Linked DNA regions of Sus scrofa: region 1 is linked to region 2. Evidence: chromatin contacts called from public HiChIP or PLAC-seq data. All regions are on one chromosome and are shown on one strand. Each heading gives the region's core, a stretch centred on a gene start, on an enhancer-like site or on the middle of the called end of the contact. The rest is flanking DNA. Distances are from core to core; before and after follow the strand shown. Region 1 holds the start of TTC9 (tetratricopeptide repeat protein 9A). Region 2 holds the start of SYNJ2BP (synaptojanin 2 binding protein).

Region 1 (7,023 bases), core at 691-3,190, 240 kb after region 2:
GTACACCGTGCTACAGACATAAAGTGAATACTATGAAGCCATTAAAAATAAGGCATTAAAAGACTATTTAATCACATAGAGCATAAAATATAAATTAAATAAAAAGTGTGTATATTGTCCCTTACCATTCATATTTGTTAAAAGAGCACTCTGTACAAATATAGATGCATAGAACACAACCAGTAGGAATTACATGAAAATGCTCATAAAGCATATATCTGGGTGATGGTGTAGGGTTGGGGGTTTCTTCTTTATATGTTTCTGTACTTTGCAAATCTTCTAGAGCAGTGATTTCCACACTCTTAACAGGCACATGTATCACCTGGTGATCTTGGTAACCTGAAGATTCTGGGTTAGTAGGTCTGCGATTTTGCAGATTCTCCATCTCTAACTAGCTCCTGGGTGAGGCTACTGGTCCAAGGCCTCCACTTTGAGTAATAAGGTTTTGGAGCTGGGGTCCTCAAATTTAAGTATGCATTTGAACCAATGGGGCAGGGAAGTGTTAAAGTACAGGTTACTGGATCCTATGCCTAGGGTTTAGTAGTTCTGGACTGGGACCCTAGAAATTGCATTTCTAACAATTTTCCAGGTGACGCTGAGGCTGCAGGTCAGGAAGCTGTGCTTTGAAAACCACTGCTTTACAATACATATATATATATATATATATATATATTTATCTCAGCCTCATAAAGGTGGGGGCACTTGGAATTTGGCGCAGTGGTTAACGAATCCGACTAGGAACCATGAGGTTGTGGGTTCAATCCCTGGCCTCGCTCAGTGGGTTAAGGAGCTGGCGTTTCCGTGAGCTGTGGTGTAGGTCACAGTCAAGGCTCAGATCTGGCGTTGCTGTGGTTGTGGCTGTGGCTGTGGCCTGTGGCTACAGCTCTGATTCAACCCCTAGTCTGGGAACCTCCATATGCTGCAGGTGTGTCCCTAGGAAAGACAAAAAAAAAAAAAAAAGAAAAAAGAAAGAAAGAAAAAAGGTGGGGGCACTAAAAAACAGGCCAGCCTTCTCCATTGTTTACAAAATCAAATGCAAGCCCTTCATCCAAATGCCTCCATAATGTAACCCAATCATTTCCAGTTACTTCTCTTTAGGCCACAAAAATCAAACCATTATGCCCCAAACACATCCAAGATTCTGAACATCATGACCTCAGCTGTTTCCTCACTCTGGTTGAGATGTCATTTCCATCTATTTCCTCATGTCCAGATCTTACCCATCTTTCAAGGCCCTCAAATGCCATTTCCTGCTCAAAGCCTCCTTTCCTCCAGACTGCACTGCACTTTCCATTCCTCCCCGATAACATTTGCCAATCTCTACCTGGCAGGGTGACTCTACCGATGAGTGGTGTATATCCCCAGTAGACTGGGAGTTAGTTAAGTGAGAGCAAGGCAGTCCCTTCCTTGCCTGTCTTTGTCCCCTCCTTGACCTCAGGAAATCCCCAGCAGACAGCCAGCCGCTCAGGGCTCACCGAAAGAATGAATGAAGTAAGGGATGGAACCTCCCAAGGCGGGGAAGAACTGGCCTGTAAACAGAAACTAGAAACTAGAACGCACGCCCGCCCTGATGACCAACAGTAACAGGTGTTTTCCATCTCTGATGTCTGTGATTCATTCTGCACAACTGCCCGCACGTCCAGGCGCCAGCATACAGCGGCTCCTAGAATACAACGCCCCACTCTGAAGTGCACATTGTGTTCTGGGTGCCGGTGCAGCCCCCCACGGAGACCCACCTCAGCCACCACCTGCATCCACACACACAAAAAGAGGCCCTGCCACCTTAAAAATATCAACGCCTTACTGCAAAGAACCAGAAGCTGTGGCTTTTGCCCACACCCCTGGCTTCCCTCTTGCACCTTTCTTTTTAGTTTATAAGAAATCTATTGAGGGTGAGTCTGCAAGCCTTCGACGCGGGCGTCCCCATTCCCTACACACACACACACACCCTTCCCTACACACGCATACATACACACACACACACACCCTTCCCCCATGCGTGTCTTTCAGACTAGCCGCTTCTCCCAAGGCCGGGTTGAATGGGAAAGAACGGGCCGGTCTTTGTCATTAATCCTCCCCTCCTTCAAAGGAGCCAAGCTTCTTCCGGGTCAGCAACAATCACCGCCAACCCCATCGGGCCCCCGGTCCCCCATACCGCTAGCCCTGAAGCGCGCGAGGGCCAGGTCGCCACCTCCGCAGGTTGCGGGAGGGGAGGAGGGCGAGGAGGAGGGCGGGCGGGCGGCGCGGGAGTGGGGGAGGGAGGGAAGAAAGGAGGGAAGGAGGGGAAGGCAATCCGAGGAGGAGGAGGAGAGAGCAGCCTCCCGCAGACAGCGAAGAGAATGGGAGTGCGGGGCGACAGACCGCCGCGGGGTGTCACGGCAGTGGCCGAGCTTGCCAGGCGCAAGGCCGGTGCCCGCCGCTTTTAAACCCGGGAGGGCGCGGCGGCGGCAGCGGCGGCGACGGGCGGATCGCGGCGCGCGCGGGGAGCCGGGAGGCGGCCGAATGGAGAGGAAGGGCTCGGCGGCCGGGGCCAAAGGAAACCCTAGCCCGCCCGCGGCCGGTGAGGCGCAGCGGCCACAGCCGCCTCTGTGCGTCCCGGGCGGCAGCGGAGGGACCCCGGCGCGGGGCCAGGCTGGGGCGGCGGCTGAGCCCGCCGAGTTCATCAGGCGCGCGCACGAGTTCAAGAGCCAAGGGGCGCAGTGCTACAAGGACAAGAAATTCCGCGAAGCCATCGGCAAATACCACAGGGCGTTGCTGGAGCTGAAGGGGCTGCTGCCGGCTGCCGGGGAACGGGAGCGGGACTCGCGCTCGGCCTCCCCGGCCGGGGCCCCCAACCCCGGTCGCCTCTCAGAGGAGCAGAGCAAGACGGTGGAAGCCATCGAGATCGACTGCTACAACAGCCTGGCAGGTGAGCTGCGTCGCGTCGCGCCCCCGACCCCTCCTCCCCCTGCCTTCTAGGTCTCCCGCTCAGCACCCATCCCCATTCCCCCCCCCGCCCCCCGCCCGGCCCCAGGGGTCACGGCCCGTAGCCTCGGCGCGCCCGCGACGCACACTCTCCAGCTGGGACCGTGCTGCTCTGCCCTGGGAAGGAGAACCTGGGAGGGGGCGCTTTAGAAGAAGTGTGACTTTTAGGATTAGACCTTCCAGAACTCGTTGTCATCCCGCATTCTTCCCTCGCATCCTCGTAAATCTCACCTATAAATAGCTGGACAGACAGATGGGGATTCAGCCGGCCTGGCGGCGACTGCCGCTACTACTGCTCAGCAGTGGACCTGGGTCCAAATGCGGGAAGCAGCACCCAGGGTGGGCCACCCGCACCCACCGCTTGCCCAGCGGTTGCGCTCCTCGGGGATCGTTGGCACCGGAGCTCTCCCTCATTTTCCCCCACCCCCGCTGGCCGCATCCCTATAGTAAAGTCCTTCCCCAAGTTCCTTTGGCCTCAGTAGTAAAGGGCAGTTTGCTAAGATGCCTTCAGCATCTCAAGCAAGATGGATTCCAGAATGCCACTTTCTTCTCTCGGAGCTCTGCTGGGGCCCCGTTGCCAGGTGAAGAGAGCGATCTCAAAGGGAAGCTAGCTCAAGGTTGGGCTTGGGCTGTGCTACATTCTGTCTCCCCTCCCTGCCTTGTTCTCACTCTGCTGTAGCATTGGTCCTCAGGCCAGCTGGCTGCTAGGCTTGAGGGTGAGGGAGCCCTTTGATTGGGATAGAAGGTTAGGTACACATTCCCCAGTATACTTTGGGGATTAAGGTCAAAGTCGGGTCATTTTTAAACATTTAACTCTGGCACAGGAAAATTTAGTCTCTAAAAACAGAGGAGCCTGTGAAAAGGTGGAAGATGATGGCAGAGGCAATGGCCCTTTTTGAAAAGCACTCTCTCCTCTCCTCCCACCCCATTTTGTAGGATTTGGCCATGATCTAGCTCCTCTGACCAAATAAAAGGCCATCACTCCTAGTCCCTAATCCTTGAAGTTGCCCAAACTAGCTCTGGACAGTTGGGGCAGAGTCAGCTTAGGAGAATGGGTGTGGCTGAGGATGGATTTGTCTGGTGACCAGGCAGTTGGGGGATTGAAAAAAAAATATGGATAATTATGCTCCATTCCTAAGTGCCAGTCAGCTCTTTTCCTTTTGAGATCCCAAGTGCCAGCCTCCCTCTGCCTTCCCATAATGACATGTCCAGTGTCGTCTTTAATCAGGCAAAGCCCAGGCACTTTGTAAATGGTTAAGCAGTTTACAAACTGCTAATTAAAGGATTGATGAATAATAATAGTAGGAGGAGCACTTGTAGAAATGGTGCTGATACCAGCACTGGTGATAAGGGCAGCAGATAGAGTTGTAGTAATACAGCATAGATGGACTATTTCAATCCATCACAAGGTACACCTCTATTTATATATATTTATATAAATTCCCTTTATTTCCTGTAAGTCTCTGGCATATTCACCACTGCCTGAGGATTGTTAAGGGCCAAGTAACCATGTGTGGAGGAAGAGGCACTCTGGATCACTAATGCAGTGATTTCGGAGTGGTGACAGAGTATTATATTTAGTATTTTCCATGGGCATTCTAAGGTTGCCCCTCACCCCATGCTTTTGGCTACTGGCCCATGGCTAGCACTGCCTACCTTCCACCCCAGAAGTGGTTACATTTCCATGGTGAAACCAGAGATGTGTCCTTGGTCAGGCCAGCCCAGTCAGGGCGGGGCCAGATCTAGACAGCTCCTCCACTTCCACACCACCCGCCAAACACTTAGGAAAACTTCGGTGCTAAGAGAATGGAAAGTAGTACTAATGGATTTCTCCCTCTGCTGCCTTCTCCAGTGCTCACCACTTATGAATATTAGTAATTTATGGATTATGAAAGCAAGGCATTCCTATAAAATGTTTTTCTTTATGTTTTATTTTTTTGGTCTTTTGGTCTTTTTAGGGCCGTACCCACAGCATATGGAGGGTTCCAGGCTAGGGGTCCAATTGGAGCCACAGCAACAAGGAATCTGAGCTGTGTCTGCAGCCTGTACCACAGCTCATGACAACTCCAGATCCTTAATCCACTGAGCGAGGCCAGGGATCGGAACTCTCATCCTCATGGATGCTAGTCGGGTTCGCTAACTGCCAAGCCATGATGGGAACTCCAATGTACTTTTTTCTGAAAATGCAAAATTATCTTTGACCTCACCAACCAAAGAAATCCATTGTGATGCCTTTCCTTCCTGCATTTTTTTCTATACATAAACGTAAACTATTTACAAAGCTAAGGACCTCTTGTATCCTGCTTTTATCCCCATTTGTCATTATGTCAGAAGCATTTTCACATTTCCCTAAAATATTCTTGTCAAGATTCATTTCACTGGAAACCTAAAACTTTTAAATGTGTATCTATAACGATCATTTGATGGAAGGGAAGGAAAGATGACCACTGTTGCTGCTGTTAGGACAGCATGGCCCTCTTGCCTGATAAAAGGAAGGAAACAGCACCTGCGAGTTTGTTCTGGCAAAAAGGCATCTGGCCCTTCCACTGGGGCTGCCATGCTGGCTGAGCACCCCAGGGGTCTCCAGGCGGGAGCAGTCCAAAGATGTCGGTTCTCTCAAGGATCTGTGCGTAAAGGGAGAGGTTTGGGGGTTTAAAAGGACCATGGACTAGCCCAGAAGTACCTGGAGGATTAGGCTGTGTTGCTAAGGGCAAATCAGCACCAAACAAAAGACTGTTGTGAGGTTTCTGGAGGAAACCTAGGCTCCTTGCACCCTTTACTCTGCATGGAAGGCTTTAGAATAGTAAGGGGGCAGCTAGAATCTACTAAGAGATGTTAGTCTAAAAATCCATTTGGATGACTTGAGGTGACCACTTCACAGGTATGCAGGCAATTTGCAAAGTGCCTGAGGTTGCGATGTGTTCTAGCTTGCAGTTCCTACTGATTACAAGGGATCTGGCCAGTGGTGTAAGACCTCTAGATTTGATTTTGCATGGCTTATTCTCCAGGAAATTCAAGGAAGGTGATGAGAAGCATCCTCTTCCTTCAGAATTTCTAATGACTTTGATACAAGGATTAGAAATGATATTCTGACTGGCCTGGAAAGATGTAGAAAGGTAATTCTTACCAAGGCTGTAAAAGCAGCACAGACTTGCCTGTTGATCAACTCCTACTGACCTTGAAAAAGACACAGGACTCCCCTGGGGCCTTGAAATGCTCTGTGAAAAACCTCTTGAAGGGCAGTCTTTTGCTTTACATCTCTTCCTGTGGGGTTGTAGTGGCCCCTGCTGCAGTGTGATCAAAAAGTTGCAACGCATAATGACTTTGCTGGTATTTTCAAATTATGTCCAAGACAGTGGCGATGGGTGCTGACAGGCCATGACATTGGATCTGAAGGCTAGATGACCGTCACCTTATCTCCCTATTCCTGTGACTTTGTATAAGTTCTTACCACATCATTTTACTTTCATTTCCCCATCTATTTAGAGCTATATTTGGGAGTATTTTTGTTTATTTTACCAAAGGGGCAGATAATATCCATTGATCCCAAATTGAAGTCCCAGGACAAAGGATTGACAAGGCCTAGAGAAGTCACACTGGGAAAAGGCCTGGGATGGGAGCCAGCTTTATTAGTCCTTGTGGACATGTCTTGAAGCCGTGGGACCCAGGCCAGCTATGTAATTTGTGAGGCCCAGTGCAAAATGAAAATGAGGGGCTCCTTGTTCAAAAAGCAGGAGGAAATTGTCATGAGAGGTCTTAAAATGTGACATTTTTTCCCCCTTTTTTCATGGTCTCTCTTTCTTGATATGGTATTTTTATTTGGTATTGAATGTCATTACAAGAAAACTAAAATTTTAAATTATTGGCATGAACTTACTGTACATCTTTATCGTGTGCAATGCGAGTTTTAAATAGAAATATTAGAGCATTTAATGTGTGTTTGAAATCTTATAAGTTACACAATTCATGCTTGGTAGCTTGTACACGCATATGTTGTTTATTCTTACTAGAACTGTGGAAATGCTGATGAAACAAACTCAACTGCTTTTATATCATGTT
Region 2 (6,444 bases), core at 3,210-5,709:
CCTCTTCAAGGAATATACAGAACTGTATCTTTGAGCCTTTTGGCAGAACTAAAACCCCCAACAAACGAAAGAGGTTAACTACCAGATGGCGCATCCTTCATTCCGGAAAGAAGAAAGACCACAAGAACCAGTCCTGGGGCCACTAAACACCAGCTTTGAAAAACAGTGCAAGCTTGCCTCTACACTGATCTTTTCTGAGGCTCTATTTCCCACTCCCAAAACCATAAAACCACCTCCAAATCTCTCCCAAGGCAGGCACAGTCTTTAGGGGCATTAGCCTGTTGTGACCTTCCTTTGCCTGGCAAAGCAATGAAGCTATTTTTTTTTTTTTTTCTCCTTCGCCCAAAACTGTCTCCACGTTTCTATCCAGCACCTGTGGACAGAGGCCGAGTTTTGGCAACACTTAGACGTGGCTGCTATACTGGGAGGTAGTATTTGGAATACTAGAATCAAGAAATCCGGGTTCAGAGTTCCCATTGTGGTGCAGTGGTTAACGAATCCGACTGGGAGCCATGGGGTTGTGGGTTTGATCCCTGCCCTTGCTCAGTGGGTTAAGGATCAGGTGTTGCCATGAGCTATGGTGTGGGTTGCAGATATGGCTCAGATCCCGCGTTGCTGTGGCTCTGGCGTAGGCTGGCGGCTACAGCTCCAATTAGACCCTTAGCCTGGGAACCTCCATATGCCGCAGGAGCAGCCCTAGAAAAGGCAAAAAGACAAAAAAAAAAAAAAAAAAGAAAAGAAAAAAGAAAGAAAGAAAGAAATCCGGGTTAAATTCCTGGCTTTTGAAACTTACGCTTAACTTCACTGAGAGACAATTTCTTCACCTAATAATGTGGATTAATCACCATTCACAGTTGATGCAAAAAAAAAAAATTATACTTGTGTGTGTGTGTGTGTGTATGGTCACCAGCACATTGCCAGAAAGATAATACTTCCTATTTCCTTAAATGTTCATCATTATAACACTGTATCAAACCATTATCCTCTGCAACTCCTTTAAAGAAAGTAGAAAATTAGAGATTTTGTTTCCTCTTTAAAGATGGTAGATCAGGAGCAACTTGCTGAAACCCAGAGCCCTCAGTCCTGAACAAAGAATCCTAATATCCAAGGTGAAGGGATGTCTTTATGGCCAATCTCTACCTGTCACAATGAAAAAAAGCTAGATTAGGCTCTTGTCATACTTCTTAGCGTAACCGAGTGTTTCCATCATTAAGAACTCTCCATTTGTTAAAGGAAAAAGTGAGAGGCGAGAGACTAAAGGAGTCCTTCAGAAGGAAAAGAGACAGTGTTCCATTAAAGATAAAAGATGAACTCTTCAAACCCTTGAAGGCATTTGAGATTGTGATGATTCTTCAGATCACCTACTGTTGGTTCAAAATGGTAGGAATCATAAAACAACACTTGGAATAGGCCAAAGAATTATGAACTCTTGAAAATGGAAGAAACTTCCAAAGTCATCCAGCCTAAGACTCACCTTACATGGCTGAGTAAGTAGGCACAGGACAGATGCCAAGCTACATACCAAGCTTCTTTTTGCCTCACCACATACTCTATTGCTATAATTTTCCCAAAACTTTACTTCCCTTACAGTAAGCAAGATTAGACACTTGGCAAAATGGGCCCAAGTGCTGGAAATATCCAAGATTCCTACCCCTGATAGAATACTGACACAAAAAAGCAAAAGTACATACATTCTTGCAGTTACCTGATTAAACTATCAGGTCCTTGCACAGGAAACTGTACCCAGACAAAGAGTGACAATGCTGCCTAAAAAAAGAAAGGCATACTTAGGGAACTAGAAGTTTTTCATATTTCTTCTACAGAAATAAAGATCATTATGGAACTGTCAAAACTACTGGAAGCTTCTAGTGGTAATAACTGACTTCCTTCCTATGTATCTTCATGATGACACAGTAAGGAAAAGCTGAGGTAGACTATGAGATTTTTTTAAGAGTAACTAGCTTTGGGGGATGATAAACACAGTTGGAATCTTTTCTTGTTAACTGAACTAACAAATATTCGAATGATTGTTTTTAATCCAAGTCTGGGGTTCCACTTGCCTAAACTCTTAAGCTTATCAACTTATATGAGTAAGACATGAAAATGCTTAGAAAAAAATTAAAAGTCACTAGGTGAATAAATCCATTCATTTTGAATAAATGCACATACAAAACAGAAATTCAACAATTTTGGGGTGAGCTATATTAGCTAGATACAATTATTTTACTTAGTCCTCTGACATTTGTCCTAATGCCAATAATTTAGAAAAATGTTAACTAACACTAGGAACTTTAGGTCTGCAAGACTAATAGGATCAGAAATTTTAGTGAATGGTGAGCTGAACATTAAGCAAACATATTACGTAAATGCCAAAAAAAGGTGAGGTGATATTATACTTTAAAAATATTTAGTGACTAGAACAAACAACACAACATCAGAGTTCTGCTCTGCTCTAGTCAGGAAATCCTGAAAATACCTGTGGCTACCACAGCAGAAGGGTTATGTCAAAATATGTTACAGGTTTAAGCAAGAGACAAGAATCAAACCTAAAATCGCATCACAAGAGAGCTAACCGAACAACTAGGGATAGTTACACTGTAGGAGAAAGAGACAAAACACAACCAGATGCCTTTAAATAATTGCAGGGCAATCAGAAAATGACCTACCATTGTTTCACCTGGCCCAAGAGAAGCACAAGTAGTAATGGATGAAAAGTACAGAAAAACAGATTTTGGTTTAACAACTGTTCTCCTCAAAAGTCAATATTAAGAGAGATGAAAAATTCATATGAAATAGAAAAAGTGTATTAAGACACTTGGTCATACTGAATGAGCCTTTAACAAAAGTTTAGGAGCTCGTATGGAATCTTTTCGGCATTTAACCATGCAGATTAGCAAAGAACTACAGTCTTATAAGTAAAATCAATTTCCAATTTTTCATAACAAGAAAAAAGACAGCATGGATGATTCTGAAAGCCACATTTTATGAAGAATAATCTATGAGTGGTGGACCAAGCTATATCAAAATACCTGATGAGGAAAGATGGACTGGTCTAGTGGTGATGGAAACAGGATTGAAAGGCGTATGCAAAACATTTCAGAGAGAGCCTATGATACTTGATGACTTGGAGACTCTTGAAATGACAGTATTTAGGAGAATTTACTAATCATTTGTCTATTAACAACAGCAGCAAACACACAGTGCTTACCACACAACGTTCTAAAGATCTTACATAGTTAGATTTCATTCTCATAACCCTAGTAAGTGTATTCTATTATCATGCACATTTTACTGATGAGAAATTAAGACTTACATCAGTAATAAAGTTCGTCAGCCAATAAATATCAAAGAACTAGTAAGAGGTTAGATTCCAGATTTGGACCTGTTTAAGCCAAAGCTAAAGCTCTCTTAATCGATACACTAGACAGCTGTAAAGGAAAGGCAACAAAAGCCAAGGCAGATAGCAGGGAGTAACGTGAAGAGCCTAGTGAAATGAAGGGCATCAGGAGGTAAGAGGACTGTAGGGGTCAGTGAGGATTTGGTAGTATCAGAATCAGTTGATGTGCTTGTGAAGAAAAGAAGCAAGGTAGGATGAAAGGAAGAAGGGAAAGAGGGAGGGAGGGAAGGAGGAAAGAGGGACGAAAAAGCCCAAAGAAACACCTGCATTGAATCCAAATTAACAGAAATGGGTTCTAGGAATTGCCCTTTTATTTTTTAAAGAAAACCCAAAAAAATCTTACATAACTTTGAGACGAAACCAGGTTTGGGAACTTCCCGAGTAGACCTCTAAGTCTCTTTCTGCTTTAGGATTCCGGGTGGTCCTCTAAATGAATTTCCCAAAAAAAATGAAAGGAGGAGGGAGGGAGGGATACTATCAGCAAGAAAACGGCTATGTATTTACAGTCCACACCGTTTATGCTCCCATTTTTACTAAACAGTCTTTCACGGAAACGGTGATAGAGTAGGCAATGGAAGGAGGGGTGTGGAGTTCACGGCCACGGTCTAGAAAGCAGGATTTTCCCGTAGCAGAAAGAAACCCCTCCTGACTATAAATACATGCGGTAATCCGACTGAAAAACGAGGTGGATTCCTCAGATCCGTCTCATGCTAACGCTGGATGCCAATATATTCTTCTATGAGCCCGCAAACACTGCATGCAACCACCAGGTTGGGGCCTGCCTTCTCTGAGGCCAAAAGAAATCTGGCTCTGCAGAAGAGGTGTCCGCTCTGCAATTACAGCCCCAAGTACCCGACTCTCGGCGATGACCACTTCTGCACATACCTGAGGGTCCTCTGGTGAGACTGATTTCTTCCTCAGTAACCAAATAATCCACTCTTCCGTTCATATTTTACTGTTTGTCTGGCTTCCCAACTTGAAGCAGCAACAGCTCGTGACGGGGGAGATGAAAATCCGCCGGGGGGCCTGGCGTCTAGCGCCAGAAGCCCAGCACTTTCAGTTTCAGCAGCCCTGGGGCCGGAAGAGGAAGTCTCGAGAGCGGTGAGCGCCAGGAATGCTGGGAGTCGTGGTTCTGACGGCCGCTGTGGCGCCTTCCTTCGCCAGGTGCAACCTGCAGGATGAGCAAGGGGCACGTTTCTAGCCTGATTTACTCTTGGGGGCGGAGTAGGGGGCGGGGAGGGATAGTAAAGGTAAGAGACATAATAAATAAATTGATATTGTCAAGGAAAAATGAAAACTAAGTTCTCCTGCCGTCTCAGAAAATCTCCACGGTTAAGAGGCAGTAAGGAGTTCTTGTTGTTAGTAAGCTTTGAACCGGACTGCGATAGGCGTCACAGGCAATCTGCTAATGCGATTTTTAAGACAGAAATTCACCCTTTTATACAGACATGAAGGTACCATTCATTATACATATGTTCTCATTTAAGAGGACTTAACACTGTTTGCCGTACATTCTTTGGTAGGTCATCCTTGAAGAGGCCGTTTGTGTTCATTAATTGCCATTATCCAAGGGAAAAGAAAACTTCTCTATTTCTATGTCAAGCAGGTACTTAGAGCTTAGAGCAAGGAGCCTAGGCTAATTCCTCTGTTCAGAGCAGATAGGGGACTCTCTTTCTTGGTTATTATATTTCAAAGAGCTGGCTCCTAGGACCTTAAGAAAAACTTTCCTGAGCTGTTCCTGGCGAGAGGCTTGTTTCACTTTTTATACATTTTATGTACATACAGAAGGGACAGGGGAAGGATTTTGTAATTACATGCCTGCTCAAGAAAACCCTCTGGGAAAGAGAGGGATAAAAGTCTCTTTCTTTTGGTAGAAAAAAAAATTTAAGTCCCTAGAATAGGACTAGTAAACACGGTAGCTTCTGTTGACTATTTAATCTGAATTTGCGTTAATTGGAACTACACGTTTCAGGCTTCCACCAATCCCTATGGTCTAACTCCAGGTTGTTCCTCAAACCAGAAGCTACTATGTTTACAAACAAAAACAAAACAAAGAAAGAGACAGATTCATTAAGAATTTTGCTAATTCGTATTTGCTAATCCTAAGAGAAGTGAATATGGAATAGTAGAAAGAACACAGGAGGTGATGTCAGAAGAGCTAATCTGAAGCTTCAGGTCCATTTTCTTCTAGTTGTCTGGGTTTGGTCAGGTAACCTAACACCTCCCAACCATGTTTCCCCACCTTAAAAAGGGCATGATTATAGATCCTTAATATTTGCTTAAAAGAGTAAATGAGATGAAATTTTTAAAGACAACTTCACAACTTCAAACTCAGATAAATACCACCCTCAACTTCCAGCCCTCTTCAACATTTATTGGTTGAATGAGTGAATAAAATGATCACATATGCAACCTACACCACAACTCACCACAACTCACCACAACTCTTGGCAATGCCAGATCCTCAACCCACTGAGTGAGGCCAGGGATCGAACCTGCATCTTCATGGATACTAGTTGGGTTCATAACCTGCTGAGCCACAACAGGAACTCCGAGATCGGAGTTTTAAATGTTTAGCTTAAAGTTCTGGTTCAAATAGAAGTGTGTCTGTGTGTTAATATCTGTATGTATATCTCTGCATTTCTTTTAGAAAAAAGTTGAATTCTAATACCTAGTACTTTATGACTTTTTTGTTTGCTTGGTTTTTGGTTTGATAATAATACAAGGACATTTTTCAGTCATAAAAAGGTTTTCTATGAACAGTTACAAATGAGAAAAATATAGAAAAAGATCATATGAAAAGATGCTTAGACTCACCAATTAAAATAATGGCAGGGCAGTAATCATTTCTAGAGTAGGAGCTTTTGATTCAGTACTAGCAGTCAGCACTGAAATTGGTAATTCTGATTTGGCAACTAAGTATATACACTAAAATATTGTGAAATAATTCACAGGCAATATAACAAGTTCATGGAGTAGGAGTAAAACAGTTTATAGTAGATATAAAAGAGAAGTCAAAAGGAATAAAATAAAAAGTGAAAGTTCCC

The links. HiChIP or PLAC-seq counts read pairs in DNA pulled down with a chosen protein or histone mark.
Region 1: a contact with region 2 is called in an H3K27ac HiChIP or PLAC-seq map of skeletal muscle. The contact joins the promoter of TTC9 here to the promoter of SYNJ2BP in region 2. A contact is called at or near these places in 1 of 47 Hi-C or Micro-C datasets (epiblast stem cells) and 1 of 2 datasets of contacts at active chromatin or transcription factors (skeletal muscle).

What each region holds. Positions count from the first base shown.
Region 1 is chr7:94,216,496-94,223,518 of Sscrofa11.1, forward strand. It overlaps TTC9 (tetratricopeptide repeat protein 9A), which reads left to right and starts at 1,941. Exons shown (of 3, transcript XM_005656367.3): 1 at 1,941-2,908. The coding sequence starts at 1,996.
Region 2 is chr7:93,969,877-93,976,320 of Sscrofa11.1, forward strand. It overlaps SYNJ2BP (synaptojanin 2 binding protein), which reads right to left and starts at 4,460. Exons shown (of 4, transcript NM_001244991.1): 1 at 4,283-4,460. The coding sequence starts at 4,346.